7 separate regions of the Mus musculus genome follow, and regions 2, 3, 4, 5, 6 and 7 are each linked to region 1. The links are chromatin contacts, called in public promoter capture Hi-C and targeted proximity ligation maps. All regions are on one chromosome and are shown on one strand. The core of a region is the stretch at or near the end of the contact, and the rest is flanking DNA. Distances in the headings are between cores, read along the strand shown.

Region 1 (3,113 bases), core at 209-2,708:
AGGGAATCAGCATCAGGACACCTTCTGCCAGCTCATACAAGAAGGCCAGTATCATGTTCTCAATTCCATCGTGTCACACGGGCACACCCTTTCCACCACAGGGCAATGTCTATACACATAAGACTTTAAGTCTGCATTTCCTGAGCTGTTCCTACTAAAGTTCAGCCAGGTGACTTGTGTGAGTCCCCAAGTGACAACTAACCCTTGAGATGCTGCCCAATTCCTCTAATGTTTGTTTGACAGATTGCACTCCCAATCTTGCCTTGCCTTTAATGCCTTTATGATGTGTGGATTGCTATATACACATCACTAGACCTCAAATTGGTGAGCTTTTTCTCTGACATACACAGATTTCAATTCAAGAAGTCCAGACTCAGCAAAGACCATTAATAATCCCTATCAGCAGGGCCCCCGTCTCTACTCCACGCTAGGGAAGTTACACAATTACAGAACAGAAATTGGGAAAGCTAGTACAGGACAAACCACAGTCACCTACCTAATCCTGACACATCACCTGCTTGGACGTATTATGTACACAGACATTGCCCTGTGATCTAAAGGATGTATCCACGTGGCAGACATTAGCCCACGATCCCAGAACATTAAATATTATCTTAACTGCACCGCTTATCTCCAGGTATCTGAAAGTTCAGGTCTCACTACCAAAATGCCAAAGGTCTGTGTTCTAAACGCTTGCTAAGCCAGTATTTCTGATATTCTGCTGTCCAACAGGCGAGTCTAATTTATAAACGGAAAACCTGTATTTTAAACAGTTTGCTGGTTGACTTATTGAAATTTTAGAGCTGGTTCCTAGGGGTCGGGGTGTAAGTAATACAAGTTTTTAAGAGTTGGACTTCTAAGCTCCAGCCAGACCGTTAAGCGCACAAGCTAGCGGCCACAAGGGGAGGCAGGCAAGTAGACAAATGAGGAGGAAGGAAAAATGTGATGGATTTTCCTCATTGGTAGGTAGAAGAGTTTGGGGTGCAGGCCTCAACTATTTCCGAGACCAACACCTTCTAGGGTACAGCCTGATCCAAGACTCGCCTACTCTCGAATGTCCGTAGAGTGCTCGCAAACTGCCCAGCATCGACTGGCGATCGCCGTCAGCCCACCTCCTCCTCCTCCTCCTGCGCATCCATGCTTCTCTAAGGGCTCGGCCCATTCCTCCCTCCTCCGCCTTGAATCTCCATTCCTCACCGCCTAGCGCACCGGGTCCCCATTCATCCCTCCTCCGCCCCGCACCTCGCTGTCCATCCCCAAGCGGCTCATGGGGCCTTCACGACAGCTCCCTGGACAGCAGTGCGGGTCACTTACCCGGACGCGGCAGGCCCGTGGCCCTCACACCGCAGCGCAGCCACTTCAGCGATTCAGCCCCGCGCGGGGACGTGGACCGCAGCGAAACCCAGTTAGCTCAGCTCACTGGTGCGCGCTGGACCCCACCCGGACTGCCCCGGAAAGACGTCACGAAAGCGGGACCAATAGGCTGTCGCTGGCACGCGCGGCCGCGTGCGGTGGGCGTGGTTTGTTTAGGCCACGCCTGCTTCAGGAGCTGCCTTCCAACTTGGTCCCGCCTTGGCCACGCAGAGCTATTTGGAGCCGATCTAACGGAAGTGAGCGATCCAGGGACTTGTAGGCTATGTCTGTGTCTAGGGCTTTTCCCAGAAGCCGGGGAGAAGAGGGGTCAGATCAGGTGAGCGCAGATGTACTCGGACGATGGCTGGTCTGGACAGGGCAGCTCTAGAAGGCCTCATGAGGTACTTTATGAGGCTCTTCTGACCCGGTTCCTGATCTTTCTTCCCATCGGCTATTCAACTCCTTAAGGCGGTCCAGCCTTGTCCTTGCTCGCAGGCATGGCTTGGCTACTGAGGTTTGCTTTGCACACACTGCACCTGCCAGCTTCTGGCTAAGCATTTCACCTGAAAGGCAATACACTGATTTAATCCTGCAAGAAGATCTCGCTTTTGTTTTCAAGTCCAGAAACAGTCTCACAAAGGGCTTTGGAATTTTACACGTGGCATGACACGTGGGACGAAATGGAAAGCCTGTGAGACTTGCTTTTAATTTTAAAAGATTAGGGTTGGAGAGATGGCTCAGCAGTTAAGAGCACTGATGCTCTTGCAGATGACCCCGCTTGATTCCCAGCATCCACACGGTGGCTCACGACCATCTGAAAGAGCAGTTCCAGGAGATTCCATGCCTTAAGGCCTCCAGTGCACGTACATACATAATATGTATTGGAGTAGGCAAAATTCCCATACATAATGTTTGTATTTTATTTTTGAGTCAGGGTCTCTCTTTGTATCCCTTCTGTACTGGAACTCTGCATAGATCCAATTGTCCTTGAACTCACAGAGATCACTTGCCTCATGACTTCCTGTGCTAGGATTAAAGTCATGGGCCACTGCATCCAGCATACATAATTTTTAAAGAAAGAATTTAACGTAAAGTAGGTTTTGCAAGTCAGTAGGTGAATTCTGCTACTGAATGCCAATTTGTGTAAAACCCTTTTTAGGTCTCCTACCATGCCCATCCAAAGCGATCATCGTTGCCAGTTTTGTTTTGAGACAAGGTTTCACAGTCCAGCCCTGGCTGGTTTGGGGTTTCACAGTCCAGCCCTGGCTGGTTTGGGGTTTCACAGTCCAGCCCTGGCTGGTTTGGGGCTTGCTATGTAGATCATCCTAGCCTTGAACTCACAGAAATCTGTTTGCCTGCTGGGATTAAAAGTATGTGCCACCATGGCTGGCCTATTTCTAGTTTTATAACCTGTCTTGAGTCCTGGGATCAGAAACCAATGGACCCTGCTCTGAGCTCTATTAAGACTATATATAAGCCTTGCTGTGCTGTCATCAGCACAACCTGCTTTCCGCTGTGTGGAATTTGCCCATCAATGGCTTGCTGAAAGCAGCTGGAGGAAGGCACTGGCAGACAAGCTCCTTTTGCTTTGTGTTTATTTTAATCCCCCAAGGTGTTCCAGAAGAAGAAATACAATATCAGTGCTCAGTGAAAACACTCCTGAACCATGGAAATGGCGTGTAGTGCTGTTCACCCTTTCCTCAGATGTCAAGAGTCTCTGGTGTTCAACTCACAACTTCCTCAAATGCCAAGGTACTCAT
Region 2 (2,860 bases), core at 263-2,762, 490 kb before region 1:
AGCAGGAAGCACAAATATTAAACACAGAGGAAACTGGGACACACCATGGCTCAAAGCCTAGGGTTTTCTCTGCTGAGGGAACCTTTGCTGTTGAGCCCAGGAAGAGAAGTCAGCATGGGAGAAGCAGGCTACAGCCTTGGAAGCAGCCAGAGTGGCCGCTAAGAGCCTGGCAGGGCTATGGAGATAGGTGATCATGTGGGGTAGGAGACAGTGAAGACCTCTGTGGGACCTGGATCCTCAAAGTTCCTGATCAAGAGACTGGACTTTGCCAGGAGAGTTAAGCCCACCGGGGGGGGGGGGGGGGGCGGGTCACTGAGGACTGTGTCTGGACAGTGAAAGGAGGACAGTGGAGACAGAAGGAGGGCCACTTTGCCATCTGTTTGGGAAATGAAGCAGCCAGAATCCACCGAAGACGTGAGCAAGTGAGGAGGAGAGGATGCTGGTAATCCCCTAACTCCCAGTCTAACAGAGAACTGGACACCTCTGCGTTGTATGCAGCTTGCCTTGGATGTGGAAAGGGAAAGCCGCCTCCTCCCCGGAGGCTCTAGGAAAGAAGCACTTGGAGAGGGAGAGGAGCCTAGAAAAACAAAGAGGGGCTAGGTAACAAACACACCCTCCCCACTACCCACAGGCCCGCAGGGGGATGGGCAAGGGTTGCTCTAGGCATTTGAACTACCTCCCAGAGCAAGGTGAATGCGTCCCAGCTGAAAATCTTCATCCTTCCACACTGTCTGGGTAATTGGTAAAATGTACATAAACCAAACCCCGCGTAGTACTTAAGCCTTCCCAGGGCTTCCCAGTTCATCCCTTCAGCTCTGCCTCCCCACCCCTTACCGCACAAGGCTCGGGACACCCCATTCACCCATATTCGCCTACCCCCATTGTGCTTCTGCTTCTGCCCCTCCTTCTGACAAGTCCATCCTTCCACCCTTTTCTGTCCCAGAACCTTCTCATCTTTCCATGTATTTACGAAGGTCAGTGAAGGATCCTGAAAGCAAAATGAACAGCCCCTTCTCATCGCTCTTGAAGCGAGTTACGTTTTTTGAGGGGAGCTGGTGGTTGCTGCCACAACAGAATCCCCAGCCCAGATTGAGCGCGGACTATCTTGATTTGACCCTGTAACCCCACACACTAAAGTTAGCGACCCGGGAGGGTCTACACTTCCCACGTTAGGGCTCTGGTCCAGAGCTCGATCCTTGGTGCAGACACCTTGCTCCTCCATCTAGTATGCCCTTCACCTATGCCCAGTGCAGCCCAGTGGAGCTGCAGAGCTCTGCAGGGTGTGCAGGGCTCGGGTTCGGGTGGGAGAATCAGACCTGAGGAAGGACACAGGAGCAAGCCCTCCGCAGTCACGTGACCCGGGCCACACCCAATGAACCGACTAGATCACGTGACACCGAGCTTAGGAACGTTTTTCTCACGTGACGGAGAAACCCCGGGTGAACCAATAAGGAAGCGGAGGCCAGGCCGGCAGCGGGGAGGGGACGGTGCGCGGGAAGGGAACTTTAGGCAGTCGTAGTAGCTGCTGGGACTCATTATATGTCCTATCCCGTCCCGGTTCGTGTGCAAAACAAGCTCGATTTTTGTGCTTATGTACTATGAAGTGCCTGATCACCGGGGGCAACGTGAAGGGTAAGTTTGGACCTACCTTGCAGCAGACCACGTGAGCAAGCCCCAGGAGTCCCCCTAACCACTTTCTGTTCTCCTCCCCGCAGTGCTGGGCAAGGCTGTCCATTCGCTATCCCGAATCGGGGACGAGCTCTATCTGGAACCCTTGAAGGACGGGGTAAGGGACTGGGACGCAGGGATGGGGGCGGATTCAATGGTGAATGGGGAGCCTAGGCTTGGTGTTCATTCGGCCTTACAGGGATGGTGGACAGATATTCCGGCGCAGTTTATTATCTCTTGGGTTGTTCGGACATCGGCTTGGGCCCAGTCTTCTGAGGCTGCATGTCTATACAGAGGGTACTTGCTCTTCCTAGAACGCCTAGTGGCAGGCAAGGTGGGGCTAAAGTAACTTAAGGGAAAAGCAATTTTGCCTGCTTTTTGTGTCTCAGCTCTCCCTACGGACTGTGAACTCGTCCCGTTCTGCCTATGCCTGCTTCCTTTTTGCCCCACTCTTCTTCCAGCAGTACCAGGCGGCTTCCCCTGGTCAGGACCTGCTGCGCTGTAAGATCCTGATGAAGGTAAGGGCCACCTGAAGCAGCTCCACAGCTGTGCCTCTGTGCCAGGTACTCAGTAAATGATGAGTTTGACTAGGGAGTTAGTCTCATATGGGAGCTATTCCATGCAACATGCAGTGAGGTAAAGATGTTTAGACCGTAGAGGGCTATCTAAGATCTGTGGAGAGGGTGGTGACATTGGTCAAGAAAAGGTTAGTGGCCCTTCCCAGCAAAGAGACCAGCATGGGCAAGGCAGCATGGGAGTGTGCAGACACCACAGCTTTGTGGGGCCAGTGATGGGGCCAGGGCCTACATGGGATGTAGAGCTGGGCCGTGGAAGCAGTGTGCCAGACTGATGTCCTACCCTGCCCAGGCCTTCCTGTCCGTCTTCCGCTCTCTGGCAATTGTGGAGAAGTCTGTGGAGAAGTGCTGTATCTCCCTCAGTGGCAGCCACAGCCACCTGGTGGTCCAGCTCCACTGCAAGTATGGTGAGCAAGCGGCCTGCCCAAAGAGTTCCTCTGTGGGTGTGGAGGCAGTGGCAGTGGAGGTTGCCAAGCCCTGAGACCATTTCCCTTATCCAGGGGTCAAGAAGACACACAACCTCTCCTTCCAGGACTGTGAGTCCCTGCAGGCTGTCTTCGACCCAGCCTCATGCCCTCACTTATTGCGCACCCCAGCACGGTAAGCACCCCTGCTTC
Region 3 (3,137 bases), core at 222-2,721, 350 kb before region 1:
CAGACCAAACAAGTTTAAATCCTGTTTACTAGCTGAGTGACCTTGGGCATGCCACGTCAATTCTTTGTTTCAATTTCTCTACAAACAAGGAACAGTGCTAGCCTTGAGGACTGGTACATGTAAGGCTTAACTCTTTGCTAAGAGTTTTCTGTTATAGCATCACCAAGAGAGGAGGGGATAGTTCATTAGTTAAAATCCCTTTATTTAAAAAAAAAGGGGGGGCTGGAGGGATGGCTCAGTGGTTGGGAGCATTGGCTGCTGTTTTGGAGGTCTTGAGTTCAGGTCCCGGCGACTGCATGGTAGCTCACGGCCATCTGTGGTGGGATTGGATGCCCTCTTCTGGTGTGTCTGAGGACAGCTGCAGTGTGCTTGCATGTGATAAATAAATAAATATTTAAAAAAAATTTTAGGGCTGGTGAGATGGCTCAGCGAGTAAGAGCACTGACTGCTCTCCCAAAGGTCCTGAGTTCAAATCCCAGCAACCACATGGTAGCTCACAACCACCCATAGTGAGATCTGATGCCATCTTCTGGTGTGTCTAAATACAGCTGCAGTGTACTCATTTATAATAATAAATAAATCTTTAAAAAAATTTTTTTTAAATCCCTTTATTCTTTTCTTGAAAAGACAGGCTCTTGCTATATAGCTCTGGCTGGCTTGGTTGCTATATAGCTCTGGCTGGCTTGGTGATCTTGGTTGTAGACCAGTCTGGCCTTGAATTCGAAAGGGCTGCCTCTCTTTGTACTTTTTTTTTTTTTTTTCGAGACAGAGTTTCTTTGTATAGCCCTGGCTGTCCTGGAACTCACTTTGTAGACCAGGCTGGCCTCGAACTCAGAAATCTGCCTGCCTCTGCCTCCCAAGTGCTGGGATTAAAGGCGTGCCGCCCGACCTTCCTTTGTACTTTGAGTGCTGCAATTAAAGGTGTGTGCCATCACTCCAGGTGACACTGCCATTATTATGGTTATTGTTATTATTTATTTTTTGTCATTTATAAACATGGTTTCTCTTTGGAGCCCTGGCTGTCCTGGAACTCTGTCGACCAGACGGACTGGGCTGAACTCAGAGATCCTCTTGCTTCTGCCTCCTCCCAAGTGCTGGGATTAACCACGGCTCCTCTACATTGCCTTATTTTTACAAGGAGCACTTATTATTATACCATGTACTGTTGGTAGAGGCCTACCTGCATATAAGGCACTGTCCAAACCCCTGAGCACACAAGAAACCGAGTGGTTTGGGCGTGTTAAGTGGGAGGCTTATCATGTGACCATGTGTGCCTCTTGCAAAACTCCAGTAGCATATTGCACCACAGATAGAAAGGTGAGTCTGCCCTCCCCCACCACGTCTGCCAGGAAGCTGGTACACTGAACACCAGGACTTGGTCTGTTTCTGGGGCAGTGTGGGATGTCTGAGGAGGTGGAGTCTTCCTGTCAATATAAGGCCCCGATCACTTCCTCTCTTCCTGCTGAGCTTGCACCACACTGTATCCGCCCAACAGTAAGGAGAAACCTGGAGGCAAGGGCGGGGGCAATTATACCCCCACCTCACCCCTGCTACTAACCGCTCCTTGGCCCTGCAGCCCAGGCAAGGTCCTCCTTCATCGTGCTTTTTGTCTATCTCTCCTAGTGCCACCTTACACCATCGTCTATTTCCCTTCCCGAGGTGTGGCCTCAGCACTTTCAAGACGAAGGGCACAAACAATAGTCTTCTGGGTCATTCCTGGGAATCCCCAACAGTGGTGTAGGAAGGGCGTGACCAAGACTGTATTGGGGCCGGGCCGGGACAGAGACCTGGGGCAGGACTACAGTTGTGGTTGGTGGGGCCAGGACTGCCCTCTTAGCCTCCGTAGATAGCTGCACTGTCTGTCACTTTTCCTTCCTTCCCTGTGCCATGGTGGGGCTGGGTCTTCGCATTCCAAGATAATGTTAGGACATGGCCTCTATCACCACATATCTCCCCTCCCTATGAGGCTCCCAAGCTAGTGTAGTCCTCTTGTCAGCTTTCCACTCTCCCAAACTCTCCCAGGATGCTCTGAGAGTAGATCTCTTCGCTGTGTCCTCATCCTGCACCCCCATACAGGGCGCTGTGAGGTTATGCGCATGCTTCTAGCTGACCAGGGCCAGAGCTGGAAGGAGGAGGTGGTGACCTTGGATGTTTGGGAGCAAGGCACATTCAAGGCTTCCTGTGTGAGTAATTGTCTCCCTCTCCCCCTTGGGGATTCGGTTGGGGCGCAGCCTTAGGGTGCTGTGTCTAGGATTGGGGGCAGCCAGGTTCAGCACCCCTTACAGAGGGATCTTCTCCCAGTTGTTTGGACAGATCCCCAAGTTCCAGGATGGAGAGCTCACCCTGTACCAATCCAATACTATCCTACGGCACCTGGGCCGCTCCTTCGGTGAGTCCAGAAGCCAAGCCCTGAGAGACACCTGAGATGTTCCTCAAAATGTCCTGGGGCTTTGAATTGCCTCACCTGCAGCCACCAATGTCCCACCTGGGTCACCCTAGAGGATCATGCAGGGCCCAGGTTCCAGAAGGCTACTGGTGTGCTGCTGGGCGGTCGCTGTCTGTACAGCCAGGGCTGTGAGTTTCCAACTTGTATCATTTTTCTAATGACATCCCAGAGGTAGGCAGGGAAGACCTCCAATTAAGGTTAGAGAGTAGACCCAGGCTGAGACTGAGTGGACATGTAGGGACAAGTACAGAACCTGAGCCTGCTGCCTGCCCGCTGACCCAGGGCTCTATGGCAAAGACCAACAAGAGGCAGCACTGGTGGACATGGTGAACGATGGACTGGAAGACCTATTCAGACGCATTGCCCGGCAGTATCGCCATATCCTGGTATGTAGGAGCCACAGGCTAGTGACCAAGCGTGGTGGGCAGGAAAGGGAGATCACTTCGGTCACTCTGGCTGCACATTTCTGACCACAGAAGGAGGGCAAGGACCAGTATCAGAAGGAGCTTCCGGGACACCTGAAGCCATTTGAAACTCTCCTGGCCCAGAACAGGGGTGGCCAGTCCTTCATTGTTGGTGACCAGGTGAGCATTGGGTAGGCCTTTCCCCACCCACTCATTGCCAGATCCTTTCTCAGAGGGGTAAACTGAGGCCAGATGCAGAGGCAGAAGCAGGGAGCATCCAGTGCTTT
Region 4 (3,208 bases), core at 32-2,531, 280 kb before region 1:
GTGGTGTTGTGCAGGTCTAGGGTAAAGTCAAAAGCCTGGCCTGTGCCCTTGGGACCCAGCAGCTGGTTCAACTCTCGGGCTCTTTTCACTTCATAGGGGTCATCAGGGGTAGCGGTGGAACTGTGGGGAAAGGAATGGGGGACATCAGTCCCCATCATCTCAGTCTCCCTTTCCTTGGCTAACTTCTCACCTTTGGTGGGGGAGGGGGGAGATTAGCTGGATGCCACCTCCTACAAGAAGCCTTCCCTGACTTCTCTTGGTCAGGCTGGATGCTCCATGTAGTCCCACCTTCACCCCAGTCTTTTTCTGTGCCTCCAGTAACCTGAAGCTGACATGTTGGTCCTGTTCCCCATGTATGTCTCACTTCAGCTGGTAAGAGTCTGGCCTACTGGGCAGACTTCCTGGAAGAGGTGACATTGATCTGGATCTCGCTAAACCATATGGTCATTGAGAAAAGACAGAGATGCCTTGCTAGCCACTGTGACCAGTCTGTAGGGATGCTAGTACCTGGCTGTGGACCGGCCAGCCTGGCTGAGGGTACTCACCCAAGGAAGGTGAGGGTGCAGGAGCGGTTGAGATCACGGTCCAGGTAACGGCAACAGGCAGCTGTGGCTGCTGGGTTGGCCAGAACCGGCATGGCTGAGAAGCTGGGTCTCTGCAGCTCCCCTGGGTTCTGTAGCCAGTACCGGGCCAGGTAGACACCACACATCTCATTCCCGTGGGTGCCTCCAGTCACAGCCACACGGAGCAGGGGCTCCCGGGACCCAGGTAGGGAGGACATCTCCCAGTGTGGGGAAGAACTGCACAAGAGATGTGGAATCTAAGTATCCAGAGCCTGAACAGTAGGGTGAGCTCCCCACAGAAGAGTCTGAGGCAGGGGGATGCCAACTGTGACCCACCTGTACCCAGAAGCCAAGTTCAAGACACCAGCAGCCAAATTTTTGTTCCCCCTTGCAACCTCAGTCCCTCTTCTGGAATGTTCTGAGGGTGAGTGTCGCTCTCCCCACTTTTCTCTCTGAGGACCTAAGCTGAGAAGGGGGACTCAGACATTCAGAAGGTCGACTGTTCCCACCCACACGACTGTCACCACAGAACTATTTTATAGATGGTAAAGCCAATGCCTAGCTTTCCAGGGGGAGAAGACTGTCACCCCCTAAGCTGTGCAGCAAGTGTCTGGATTTCAGGCCACCTCTGCACCCTCCTCTGAACTGGTCGGGAGCCTCTGCCAGAGCCTCTTACCTGCTGGTACGAGCCTGGGCTTCCCTAGGCCACAGGCCTAATGTGTCCACCCCCTAGGAGGCTGTATTTATAGGCCCGCAGGTCCCAGGCAGGAAGTGTTTGTTCCAAGTAGGCGGAGAACTGGAGGCGGGAGGCTGGGCTGGGAGCCAAGCAGCCAAAGTTCGCAGGGCCCCACCCCTATCCCCTAAGCTCCGCCCCCACTCCCATCAGCTTAATGGGTCCAGGTCTCTGGGGCAGGTTCCTGTCCTTGCCCTCTCCTCTTTCCCCCGGAAAAGGGACAGTTTTACTTGCAAGGGTCTCTGGGGACTTCTGCTGGAAGCTGCGCTTGCCCAGAGATTCCTGACTTGGAACCATGTCTCCCAGTCCTCAGAAAGGACTTGGCTTTGCACTGATGAGTACTGGTGGTCCACTGCTTGGTCCTTTAAGGGTAGACAAGGCCTGCCTGGTGTCCACTCCGATCCATGCAGAGAGGTGCTTTCCTTGAGGCTACTTAAGGCAGACAACAGTGGGCAGTGACTTGATTTTGGCCACAGCAGCCCTGTACTTTGGGGGCCACCGGAAAAGGAGTCCTCTTCCCTGCCACCTTCCCCTGCACCGGCCTGTCTTTGCAGCCCACAGCCACCTATTTAAAGCTGTGATCTATGAGGTTCAAATCTTACAGCTCACTGATGCTTCAAACAAAACCGCAAAATGTTTTGCCTGGTCTTTGTGATGGCCTTCAAGGACACTGTAACTGAAATGACTTTGTTTACTCTGCTTTGGAAAACAACCCTCAGGCCCAGTCTACAGATGTGGAAACTGAGGCTCAGCAGAGGAGCAAAGGGTACACTGAACACAGGGGACAGTTGGAACTGGAAGACAGAGTGATCCTTTCCATTCCCTGAGACCTCCGTGGGGGTCCTGGGGAAGTCCTGGTTCCCTGACCCTCAGCTGTCCCTCCTACTGAGCTCAGCTGTCCTCTGGCAGGAGGCAAGCACTGTTCAGAGGTCGCTGAGGAGAGAGGCAGTGAGCCATGCAGCCCACTGAACCATCGGATTAACTATGCCTACTGACTGCACTTGGCCTCCAAGGTCAGGCCTTGTGTTTCAGGATGTCCTGACATCCGGCAGGAACTAAATCACTCTCGCTGTAGGTCCAAGCTTACAAGACAGTTTGGACATTCTGGGTGGCAACCTTATCAGAGCTGCTTAGATCACACTCTAGCCTGAGTCTGCTCTCTTACCCTCCCCCACCCCATGGCACTGTCACTGTGGGGACAGTGGAGCCCTGTGGCTCACCTTTGTTCTCACGAGGCCTGCCAGCTGTCCTTTGGCGAAGAGCTGGAAGCGTGCAGTGTGGCCCTGGGCGCCCTTTCTGCAGTCTGAGGCGTCAGCGGAGAGAGGGTCGAGACCTTCCTAAAGCCTATGCAGAAGGCCATGAATCTTTTGTCAACAGCTCTTGGGGCTGTTTACCAAGCCCTGCAGGTGGCAGGGGGTGAGTACCCTGTCTCCTTCAGGGACCCTGCCCTGCTCCAGCCTGAAGCCTTGATGGTCAGTCTGAAGCCCCCCCCCCCCAACCACCACCACTCCAGCTGCTGGGGTCCTGATGACTCCCATAGGGCCTTGCAAATAGGAACTGCTTTGCAACTTGGCTGTTTATGGGGGGTGGGAGGGTTCAGCTTCCTTCCTTCCTGCCAGGAGGTTCAGCTCTGTGGAGGCCACAGTGAGTTAGACCCCTGAGGAAAGAGATGGCTTCTGACAAGCTGTGTCACCTGGAGAGAGGAAGCGTGTTCCCTGGGCCTTACATGGGAAGTGAGGGTGAGGCAGCCCTGAGCTCAAGACAGCAGTGGGGAGTACGGGAGAGCAAGAACATCCCAAGGTGAGCGAGGGCTGGAGCCCAGCATCTCTCTAGTTAGGGAAACTGAGGCCCAGAAATGCATCTGAACTAATCTACTGCCACCACACCCTTAAGCTGTAAATCTTGATCCAAG
Region 5 (3,189 bases), core at 630-3,129, 420 kb before region 1:
ACCTAGCCCCAACAGCAGAAGCAGGAAGGAGGCCAGCACTACCCGGCGGTTTTTCTGGATCAAAGGATGTTGGGTCCAGCTGGGTGGCAGGAGAGCAAGACGGAGGTCAAGGAGGTGAAGCAGGCAGGGAGCTGGGGCTGGCTGGCAGGCAGAAGCAGAAGGTACTTGGAAGCTGAACCCCAAGTGAGGAGGCTCTCACCTGCAGCAGGCGTTGTAGGAGCGCTGTGTGCTGCTGCTGATGGTGCTGAAGGACCACTGCGAGCTGCGGACAGACATGTGCCCAGAATCCCTGAAGGACAGAAGGATGGTGAGGGGGCAGGGAAGATAAAGAGAGGGACAGAAGCTGAGAGATAAACTCAAGGTGTATCTAGGGACTGAGGTTAACCCCTGCAGGATAGAGGGTCCAGAAGGAGGTCAAGGGTAGGGGGTGAAAAGGAATTACAGAATAGAGTGTGTGTTAAGAGGAATGAAAGAGGGTGGGGACTGGATTAAACTGAGGATTCCTAGAAGACAGAAAGCCTGGCATTGATAAGGTGGAGGACCGGGGCACTGGGGTAAGGTGACCCAGCTGGACAGCAGATCCCATGAGAGAAGCAGGGCTAGGAATCCCTGTAAGACAGGTAAGTGCATCTGGTTGGGACTGGGCAGGTCCTTGCAGACAGGAGCCTGAGACACGGGGCCTGGGATAAGAAGGGTGGGTCCCCACCTGGCCCTGACCTGGTGCTGACTCCCCCATCCGGCTCCGGAGAGGCCTGGGCTCCGTCCTCATCATTTTCCAGGTTCTGTTACAGGACATAAGGTTCAGATAAGCTTCAGGAATGGGCCTTTCCACTGCCCTCTGGGGGGAGGAGAAAGGCAGCCTGACAGCTTCTGCCTGGCACATCTGGCAGCTGCTCTCCTGCCTCTCCCTGCCCTCCCAGCGGAACCGGTTTGATGATTCAGAAACCAAAACCTGGGTAGGAAGTAGGTGGCTGTTGGGGGCTTCAGCACAGAATCCAGCAGGGGTGGGCTGCCAGCATGGATCCCAGGAGCAGGTGACCACTCAAATGAGGCTCTCAGGATTTTTCAGGGACCCAACATAGAGACTTTGGATTTGGTATAGCATAGCACAGGCCTCTGGGTCTTACGTCCTAAAGAACGATAGGGTTGGGGGAAGCTACCTGAGACAATGATTTATGGTGTGGTTTAGTATGAAGAGATGGGCAAACACATCATGTGTGGGGACCTCCACTTTTAGGGTGATTCTCAAAGCAGAGGGGATGCGGAGGCTCCATAGGTCACGTGATCTGGGGCTCAAGGGATGCTGTAAATATCGACAAGGTCTGGTTCAGATTGGAAGTACTCCCCAAACTCCTCGGAGTGATATTGGGGTGTCAGTCTTCAAGACAGGTGGGTTCTACACTGTTGCTAAGGCCTGGGTTCCTAGTCCGAGTTTCCGGCTCTCCACAGCTGCACTGGAACCGAACTCAGAGCTCAGAGGGCAAGGACATAAATCTGGATGAGCAGACACGTCTAGGGGACAATTTTCCGCTCCGCTGGGGTCTCTAGGCAGAGGCTCCGGAGTTAGAATTCTCCGGGGCCCGGCCTGGGGTTCCGCCCTATCCTGGACAAGAGGGTGAGACGAGCAGGGCCGTTCACCTGGTAGCGTAGCCGGGACTGCTTGTCTTCATCAGCCACCTCGAACCGAGCCCGGCGTTCGAAGTGCAGCGGCCCGAAGCGGGCGACCCCGCTGGACTCGGGCTCAGGCCCCGCGTCCTCCAGGGTCAGCTCGAAGGCATCATCGATGCTAAACTGGGGGCCGGGCGGCGCTCATGGCCCCCGCCGGCCTAGGCGCCCAGCGCCGCCGCCATTTGAGCCCGCCACGGCCCCGCCCACCAAACAGGGCCCGCCCTCACAGGGCCCGCCCCGTCTCCCTGGGAGCGAAGATCTGCCCTCTACAACCGCCCCGCCCTTGCCCGCTCCTCCTCTGCAGGCCTGAGCAGCAGAATGCAGAGTTGCTTCGGGATCGCGTCAGAGTCTCGCGGGTAGCGGGACTCGCGGCGCCCCCCAGAGGTTCCCTTGGTGAGCGACAGCCCCGGCTGTGACCAGGACCGATCTAAGCTTGTGCTTGTAAGGGAGGGGGGAGGGGAGGAGGGGGGACGGAGGGACGGGGTGTGTGTGGTGTGTGTGTGTGTGTGTGTGACGGGGTGTGTGTGGTGTGTGTGTGTGTGTGTGTGTGTGTGTGTGTGTGACGGGGTGTGTGTGGTGTGTGTGTGTGTGTGTGTGTGTGGTTGCTTTCTCTGCCCAGGGGTGTGAGGTGTGTGTGTGGTTGCGTGGTGTGTGTGTGTGTGTGTGTGTGTGTGTGTGTGGTTGCTTTCTCTGCCCAGGGGTGTGAGGTGTGTGTGTGGTTGCTTTCTCTGCCCAGCAGCTCAAACCTCATGAGGTAGCCTGGATTCCAGTCCGCACTCCAGTGCCATAGAAACTCTTGGACCTGTTCCTCCATCCTACTCACCACAGCTTCCAATGGAGGGGTGTCCTTGTCATTTTTCAGATGTGGACACTGAGGCTCAGAGCTTATATTGTTTTCTCCAATTCAGAATACATGGGGCAGCTAAAGTGATTAAAAAACAATCTTTCTAGCACTGAGTCTGCATTCCCTTCTATCTTTTTTTCTTTTTTTTTTTTGGTTTTCTTGGAAGAGGAGCTCCCTATTTAGCTCACTCTGGCCTTGAATTCCTGATCTTTTTGCCTTAGCTTTTATAGTACTGCTTTCTCTTCAGTGCTCAGGAGTGTTTGGAACTGAATAGATGTATAAATAATAGTAAATATCGGTGGCAGTTTGTCAAAGTGCTACGTCTGAAATTTGAACCCATATCTTTCTAGCTTACAAAGTGTTTGCCCTCCTCCACGTCCAACCGCCCTCACATTTTATGATCTCCCATAAAGAACTGAGTCAACCCAACTTCTCATTTTATGGTTAAAGAGGCTCCTCTCTAGTTGTGGTCATTCATTCCCCCCCCCCCATTCCCTCCATCCCCATCTTCCTCCCCTCCCCTTCTTCTCCCAAGACCTGGCCTCACTGAGTTTCAACCCAGCCTGGCTCTTACGTGGCATTGTCTTCTGTATGGATGTGTTTGCAGTGTACAAACATGGGCTCCTGTATCAAGTGCATTCTGTTGTTTACATTTTTCCATTTTTCCACTCAGTGCT
Region 6 (2,864 bases), core at 258-2,757, 380 kb after region 1:
TCTAGCGAGGCTTTAGTTAAGAAAAGCAATAATTTACATGACAAAAGAGCTCCGGGTGCTGCAGCAAAACCAGTCTAGCCCAGGACTCTGAATGCGGACGCTGCCCAGACCTACCTACTACTCTGCACTGCCCCGGAGCAAGCACTGTCCTCCCCACACCACAGTCCTCTGCTTTAGGTCCTCACTGAGTCCTGAGTCGACCGACTAGGAAGGGGGTGGTGGTGATGTATGCTTGCTGGCACAAATAAAAGGCCAAAGCTGTGTTTTAGTCATTTGGCTTGTGGTTTTGACAGTGATAAACACGCTTGAATATCAGGAATGACCAGAAACCAGACGCCTGTGCAACAAAATGCTGTAACTAAATACGCGTTCCGAAAGGCTTCTAAACTCACTTTCATTTTATTTGCGAACTTCCAAAGTTAGCAGTTTCCGACTAAAATCTGTTTTTGGACAACTATTTAAATGCACGGAACGAGAGTCGGCCCAGAGCTGAGAGTACTGAGCTTGATTGTATGTAGCCTGGTTCACACTAGGAACTTTTTAACTCCTTAAAAACTTGAGCGTTCATCTGTGTTCTGTGACATCAACGAAAACCAGACCCGATTCACAATAAGATGAAGAAAAACGAAGGGTACCCGCTGTTACCGCACAGCCTGGTTGCCCAGACCGTGCTGTCCGGCTGTCCCAGGCCAAGTTCGCTCAGGCCAGGTCACGTGACGCCCCCACCCTCCCGGGCTCTGGTCCCGGCGCGACCTTGGGCAGTCTCTGACACCCACCTGCCCTTGAACCCCGGGCAAAACCGCGGTGAGGGGTGCAAAACACTTAAGTCTCTGCGCCAAGGGTGTGTCCCGAAGGCTATACTGCAGGGACCCGCACGAAGAGAGGGCACCGGCCACCTGCCAAGTCCCCTGTGCGAGCATCCTTCCTACTGCCGAGCCCGACCCTCACGGACCCCGAGAACCAATCCACCTGCAGAGTAGCGGGTGGAAAGAGCCTGGAGAACGCTCGGCGTCCACACTGGCCCCAAGCCACCCGCGGAGTGGGGAGTGAGCAGGGGTCAGAAAGGGAGTTGACACTCCTACTGGTCAGGGACCAAGGAGTCACGCCTAATCATAAGCATCTTTCACAGAGCAATGAAGACCCCAAACCCACGCGGTGAGTGAATCCACCGTGGGGCGGGACACCACGAGCCGAGGTCCCACGCGTCCCGAGTGGAGGCATTTTGCCCAGTCTGGGGACCAAGCATCTTTCCTCCCGTCCCGGGATCCCCCAGATCCGTCACTGCGCGGGGGAGGGAGTGCCCTCTGCTTCTCCAATGCGCGGCTCACGCGTACCCTACGGGCACAGTCTGGGTCTCCCTCCACACTCTTAAGAATGACACCCGCGCGCCCAGCCCAGGGCGGTGCCGCAGCGCTGCCCTCGCGGTGTCTTACCGAGTCTGCAGACGGCGGCGGCGGAATGAGCGAGCGGAGTCCGGGCCGGGGCGGGCGAGGCCAGGCTCACCGACGCGCGCCGCGGGTGATTGGCTGAGCCCAGCTGGGCTGCAGCGCGGGCAGGACGGGGCGGGGCCTGGACGGGGCGGGGCTGCGGGGAGGAGGTCAGTAAGGAAACTGAGGCTAAGTCCCGAGCTTGCCAACGGCAGACCTAGGACAACATTCCTTACCCTGAGAGCCTCAGTTTCTTCATATACAAAAGGGACCAACTCATTAAAGCCATGTCCAAAACAGCTCTTTGCACCATACTTGGCTTACACTCGCGGTTTACACTAATCCGCCCGTAAACTTCTCTGCAACCCTGCGGGAGTTATGCTGATTTTGCTCCAGACTTTTGGTTTGTTTGGTTGTTTGGTTGATTATTTTTTTTTTTAAAAAAGGGGAGTGGGACGCTTGGGGTGGTGTTGGGAAGAACGGCTTGTCTAACATCAGAGAATGAAGAAGTAAGCTCAGGTTCCAAGTTTGAGAACAGATGTTTGACATCCGGGGGCAGGTTGGCGCCAGAGGCCAACACACTCATAGTCTCCCTGGGATAAAATCGTCAGGGGGCGGGGGAACCCTCATCTGCGGAACAATTAGGGTGTGTGGGTAGCTCACAATGCCGTGCATTCCTTGCCTGTGTAAGGTCCTGGATTCAAGTCTCTGCGCCCAAAAGCAACGGAATCGAAGTACTCTTTGAACGCTGAGAACGAATAGGTGTCAATAGGGGAGTGATTGGAACCTCGGACAGAGTGGCTTCTGGAGGGGGATCGCTGGCAGCACACGGGGAACGAAGGTTGCAGGGTGAGTTGTGAACAGGGTGTAGAGAAGTCGGGCCAGACATGGCAAAGCACTCTACCCGCCAGATGGGGCGCCCTCCCAGGCTGCAGCTCCAGGCCCTGCGTGTAGCAAGCTCTCCATAAATGCGCTGAAGAAGGAAGAGTCGCAGCTCTGAGGTCAAGCACGCCTGGTCATGGAAGAGCCCTGTTTGCCTCCATCTTTCTCTGCCTTGCCGTGGAAGGGTTCCATAGAGAAAATGAAAGTTCCCCTTGATCCCGCCCCCAACTGTAGTTAACTGTTGCTGTATCTCATCTCCCCCTACACCTCTATTATTTAAAAGGACAGGCGATTGTTGGGTGTAACTTTGAGATTTTTAGTTTATGTGAAGGGACTCATAGAGAATCGGGGTCTTTCACTTGCCTTCATTGTTCTGACACACCCAAACGCCTTCCATCTTCTTAAGCATCCTTATCTGAGCACCTGTTCCTGAGCGTGGAAGCAGAGACCAGTGTGACATGTGGCTGGCACTGCAGAGGTGCTATCTGGAAACACTTTCTGCTGTCCCCCGGGCCTCATCGGCCTCGATGGCTCTAGTGTCACCTCTTGCTGCCC
Region 7 (3,281 bases), core at 254-2,753, 430 kb after region 1:
GGCTTGTTGGTTAGCCAGTCTAACCAAATAGCCAGCTCCAGATTCACTGAGAAACCTTTAGAAATAAGGTGGAGAGGGGTTGGAGAAATAGGTCAGTGGAAGAGTAGCTGCCGTTCGTGTAGAAGATAAAGTTTGGTTCCCAGCACCCACATGGAAGGCCTCAAGTGTCTGCATCTCTAGCTCCAGGGATCTGTGATAAACCAGCATACTTCTATCTTAAGCTGGAAAGCCATCTTATAGTAGAGAAAAAGTAGATTCATTTCTGTTTATGATTAAATCTGTTTCTCAAGGATTGGGTTATGCCACACCTTAACTACAAATGGGTTTATACCACCTGTCCCGGAAAACGGCAACTATGCCTTTGTTTCAAAGTTATTATTACAACCTGTTGTTACGACTACCTTGCAACTGCACTTTTGTTTCAGAAGGTTATTGTGACCAACCGGTTACGCTTATGTTCTGCTTCACCCCCATTTGGAAACCTCCTATCCCTGAACTATAGAAACCCTGATTTCAGGGGTGTCCAATGCTGACCTCCTGAACCCTGTCTTAGGTGGAGGCAGCCTGCATACCCAAGTGAAAAAGCTTGCTTTAATTAATTTGGCTACGATGATTTGAGTTGGTGGCCTTTCTCCTATCATCTATGGATTAACATCTGACCCCCTCTTCTGGACTCCAAAGGCACCTTCACTTAAATGCACAGAAAGGACCCTCCCCCCCCCCCCCCGAAACAAACATCACAATAAGTCTTAAAAAAAAATAAAGAAAGAAACTGAAAAGGTCGAACACAACAGTGTCCACCTGACATCATCATCTGGTCTCCACACGGGCATGTACACCCACCTGCACACATACATACACATAACACATACACAAACTAAAAGGTCTGGGTCAACAAAACTAAGGGCACATTACTTGTTATGTTTCAAGATAGACTAACATTAAAATCACTCACTCCTTTCTTCAACGTCATTTTTTTTTTTCCTGATCCGAGGGTGGCTAGCAGCCCGAGGACAACTGTCCACACCCATGCTCTACTTAGCAGCTTCTAACTCGCTTTCTTTACATCCCCATTGTATGACCCTGGGTAGGTCATTTGTCTACACCCATTTGTGTCCCTGTACTATAGGACCTACACTTAAGTTTAAGAGCACTTCTCAGTATTAAGCAATGAACGGAAGGAACCACGTTCTCATCCCAGGTTCTCGTACTCCAAACCCTGTGCCATATTCACGACTCTCATAACCAACACACCAGGAGCCAAGGTGGACTCAGACACACGGGCGGCAGACGGCGGAAGCACCGCTAGCTTCTTCCCTCACCAGGCCTCCCTGGTCTCACCTGATCCGGATCCCTGGGATGCCAAGATGCTACGGCTACACACAGACACCAGCCGCCCGAAGGCGCCCGGCAATGCCGAGGCCGCTATGGCAGCAGCCATGTTTCCACAGTCCCAACCGGAAGCGGAAGCAGCGCGAACCTTGTGCGTCAACACACAAACTCAGTAGGGAACACCTGGAGCAGGGAAACAGGGATCCTACTGCAATCACTGGCTTGGCGGGGAACGCAGGAAACGGACCGGCCGGGAATCCGCGCCCTGGCTGGGAGCGCAGGGCCTTTTGCGGATTCTGGTCCAGTGGGGAACACGGTCCGACTGGAACTCGGGTCCCACAGGACTAAACTGGCCGAGCAGGAAGCATCAGTCAGGGGCTGCATCGCGGAGCAGATGGCCTCGTCCACCGTGGAGAGTTTCGTGGCCCAGCAGCTACAGCTGCTGGAGCTGGAGCGGGACGCCGAGGTGGAGGAGCGCAGGTAAGTTTGGCCGCAGGTCCCAGGCCCTCTGTAGCTCTCCTTAGTTACCGCCTGGAGCCAGTCTAGTGTTGGCTGGGTGAATGGCTAACACACAGAGACAGCCCTAGGAGAAGACCGCACAGCAGCGTCACTTCGGGGCGTCGAGGCAAAAGGATCGGGAGTTCAAGATCACATTTTGGCTACGTAGCCAATTTGAAGTCAACCCGGGCTACAGGAGACCCTGTAGTGAGGCCCCCCACCCCAAGGGAAAAAAAAGAGAGAGAGAGAGAAAAAGAAAGAAAGAAAGAAAGAAAGAAAGAAAGAAAGAAAGAAAGAGAGAGACTTAACAGGATGGTCAGTGCTAGATGGGGAGTGGGACAAGTTTTCTTCGGGATCCAGGGAGTGGGGTGTGCCAGAGAGCAGCTTCCTAGAGGAAAGTTAATGAAGCCTATGTCATGTATGGTGCCTGAGCATTCCTGAAGAGCCATGTTGTTTCAGGAGAATATCTACAGGCCTGCAACAGACAGAGCCACCACTTCTCTATCCCACAGTGCAGTTCCTGTAATGCATTTCCCTAAGGATAGACAAAGGCTGGCGAAGTAACTGACCCAGGGTAACCCACGTGGAGGCAGGACGTGAAGTCAGTCTGTGAGATTACAGATGTGTAATCTGTAGATTGGTTGACTGAGAGTCTGTCAGTCATGATGAGGGAGAGGTTTTGCTGTTGTGGCTGTGTGACTATGGAATTGTGTACTAGGCCTTCCCATACATGTCTGTGAAGGCATGTGATTCCCACACCATGTGCTTGCTGTGAGAATGAAGCGATATGCTTTAAGCCAAACTGGGACCTTGAACCACACTTAGGGTGTTGGTGGTAAGAAGCAGAGAGAGAGTCAGGTATAAATGGGAGGGCCCCAAAAGACAGATGGCAGATGGCAAAGAGACATGATAAGATTCTGTGTTGGCTGACTTGGAGCAAGTTAGGCAGTACCTGTCCCGTGGGGTGTGGGGGAGAGGTAGGATTGGAGTAGAGTGGATCCGGAGTTCTTTTGGGGCATACGTAATGCCTATAAGCAGAACTCCTTTCTCCCTTGTGCAGGCACAGTGAAGCTGTTTTGCTTGGTGTCTTCTAGGTCCTGGCAGGAACACAGTTCTCTGAGAGAGCTTCAGAGCCGAGGGGTGTGCTTGCTGAAGCTTCAGGTATCCAGCCAGCGCACAGGGCTGTATGGGCAGCGGCTGGTCACCTTTGAGCCCAGGAAGTTTGGACCTGCAGTGGTGCTTCCTAGCAACAGCTTCACCTCTGGTACGTGTTCCCTGGGGGCTTGTATCATCCATGGCTGGTGGTCAGATCAAGGCCTGTGCTGTCCGAAGGGCTGGAGAATTGACCCACACAGTCTGTGGCACTACAGTGAAAACCTTCTGGTTACAAACCTGGTGAACAGCATAGCTGCTTTTGTTGCTGTTTTGAGACAGGGTCTGAAATTTCCTGT

The links. Promoter capture Hi-C pulls out the DNA fragments that hold promoters and counts their contacts.
Region 2: a contact with region 1 is called in a targeted proximity ligation map of large pre-B cells, with 2.5 times the contacts expected there. A contact is called at or near these places in 1 of 39 promoter capture datasets (pre-B cells) and 2 of 130 datasets of targeted methods (large pre-B cells and pancreatic cancer cells).
Region 3: a targeted proximity ligation map of regulatory T cells shows a contact between it and region 1, with 4 times the contacts expected there. A contact is called at or near these places in 4 of 39 promoter capture datasets (liver, neutrophils, pre-B cells and 1 more), 1 of 484 Hi-C or Micro-C datasets (CD4 T cells) and 5 of 130 datasets of targeted methods (large pre-B cells, memory CD8 T cells, neural tube and 2 more).
Region 4: a contact with region 1 is called in a promoter capture Hi-C map of embryonic stem cells, with 2.3 times the contacts expected there. A contact is called at or near these places in 6 of 39 promoter capture datasets (3T3-L1-derived adipocytes, the SN4741 cell line, cranial neural crest and 2 more), 6 of 484 Hi-C or Micro-C datasets (CD8 T cells, the CH12 cell line, cardiomyocytes and 3 more), 13 of 130 datasets of targeted methods (the NIH/3T3 cell line, the SCID.adh cell line, bone marrow-derived macrophages and 9 more) and 3 of 9 other capture datasets (adipose tissue, embryonic stem cells and liver).
Region 5: a contact with region 1 is called in a promoter capture Hi-C map of pre-B cells, with 2.5 times the contacts expected there. A contact is called at or near these places in 1 of 39 promoter capture datasets (pre-B cells) and 2 of 130 datasets of targeted methods (memory CD8 T cells and pancreatic cancer cells).
Region 6: a targeted proximity ligation map of embryonic stem cells shows a contact between it and region 1, with 13 read pairs. A contact is called at or near these places in 3 of 484 Hi-C or Micro-C datasets (the G1E-ER4 cell line, Th1 cells and embryonic stem cells) and 6 of 130 datasets of targeted methods (the SCID.adh cell line, embryonic stem cells, memory CD8 T cells and 1 more).
Region 7: a contact with region 1 is called in a targeted proximity ligation map of pancreatic cancer cells. A contact is called at or near these places in 2 of 39 promoter capture datasets (hippocampal neurons and pre-B cells) and 2 of 130 datasets of targeted methods (the SCID.adh cell line and pancreatic cancer cells).

The regions. Positions count from the first base shown.
Region 1 is chr19:3,706,638-3,709,750 of GRCm38.p6, reverse strand. 1810055G02Rik (RIKEN cDNA 1810055G02 gene) reads right to left here and starts at 1,458. Exons shown (of 4, transcript NM_028077.3): 1 at 1,315-1,458. Gm36608 (predicted gene, 36608) reads left to right here and starts at 1,583. Exons shown (of 3, transcript NR_167751.1): 1 at 1,583-1,690; 2 at 2,966-3,105.
Region 2 is chr19:4,200,255-4,203,114 of GRCm38.p6, reverse strand. Rad9a (RAD9 checkpoint clamp component A) reads left to right here and starts at 1,512. Exons shown (of 11, transcript NM_011237.2): 1 at 1,512-1,632; 2 at 1,716-1,786; 3 at 2,058-2,186; 4 at 2,536-2,650; 5 at 2,744-2,843. The coding sequence starts at 1,599. It overlaps Gm30082 (a long non-coding RNA gene), which reads right to left and starts at 1,407. Exons shown (of 4, transcript XR_388289.3): 1 at 1,317-1,407; 2 at 877-988; 3 at 677-731; 4 at 1-577.
Region 3 is chr19:4,057,781-4,060,917 of GRCm38.p6, reverse strand. It overlaps Gstp3 (glutathione S-transferase pi 3), which reads left to right and starts at 1,471. Exons shown (of 7, transcript NM_144869.3): 1 at 1,471-1,494; 2 at 1,624-1,659; 3 at 2,077-2,183; 4 at 2,302-2,389; 5 at 2,729-2,832; 6 at 2,923-3,030. The coding sequence starts at 1,494.
Region 4 is chr19:3,984,643-3,987,850 of GRCm38.p6, reverse strand. Acy3 (aspartoacylase (aminoacylase) 3) reads right to left here and starts at 1,281. Exons shown (of 8, transcript NM_001302479.1): 1 at 1,240-1,281; 2 at 900-1,028; 3 at 546-800; 4 at 1-120. The coding sequence starts at 781. Gm52386 (a long non-coding RNA gene) reads left to right here and starts at 2,090. Exons shown (of 3, transcript XR_003952881.1): 1 at 2,090-2,712; 2 at 2,916-3,096.
Region 5 is chr19:4,124,650-4,127,838 of GRCm38.p6, reverse strand. It overlaps Tmem134 (transmembrane protein 134), which reads right to left and starts at 1,879. Exons shown (of 8, transcript NM_001078649.1): 1 at 1,799-1,879; 2 at 1,639-1,797; 3 at 718-782; 4 at 200-289; 5 at 3-79. The coding sequence starts at 1,813. It also overlaps a transcript of Aip not described here.
Region 6 is chr19:3,321,944-3,324,807 of GRCm38.p6, reverse strand. It overlaps Cpt1a (carnitine palmitoyltransferase 1a, liver), which reads right to left and starts at 1,507. Exons shown (of 19, transcript NM_013495.2): 1 at 1,434-1,507.
Region 7 is chr19:3,281,232-3,284,512 of GRCm38.p6, reverse strand. It overlaps Ighmbp2 (immunoglobulin mu binding protein 2), which reads left to right and starts at 1,503. Exons shown (of 15, transcript NM_009212.2): 1 at 1,503-1,812; 2 at 2,925-3,094. The coding sequence starts at 1,727. Mrpl21 (mitochondrial ribosomal protein L21) reads right to left here and starts at 1,471. Exons shown (of 7, transcript NM_001347420.2): 1 at 1,342-1,471. The coding sequence starts at 1,441.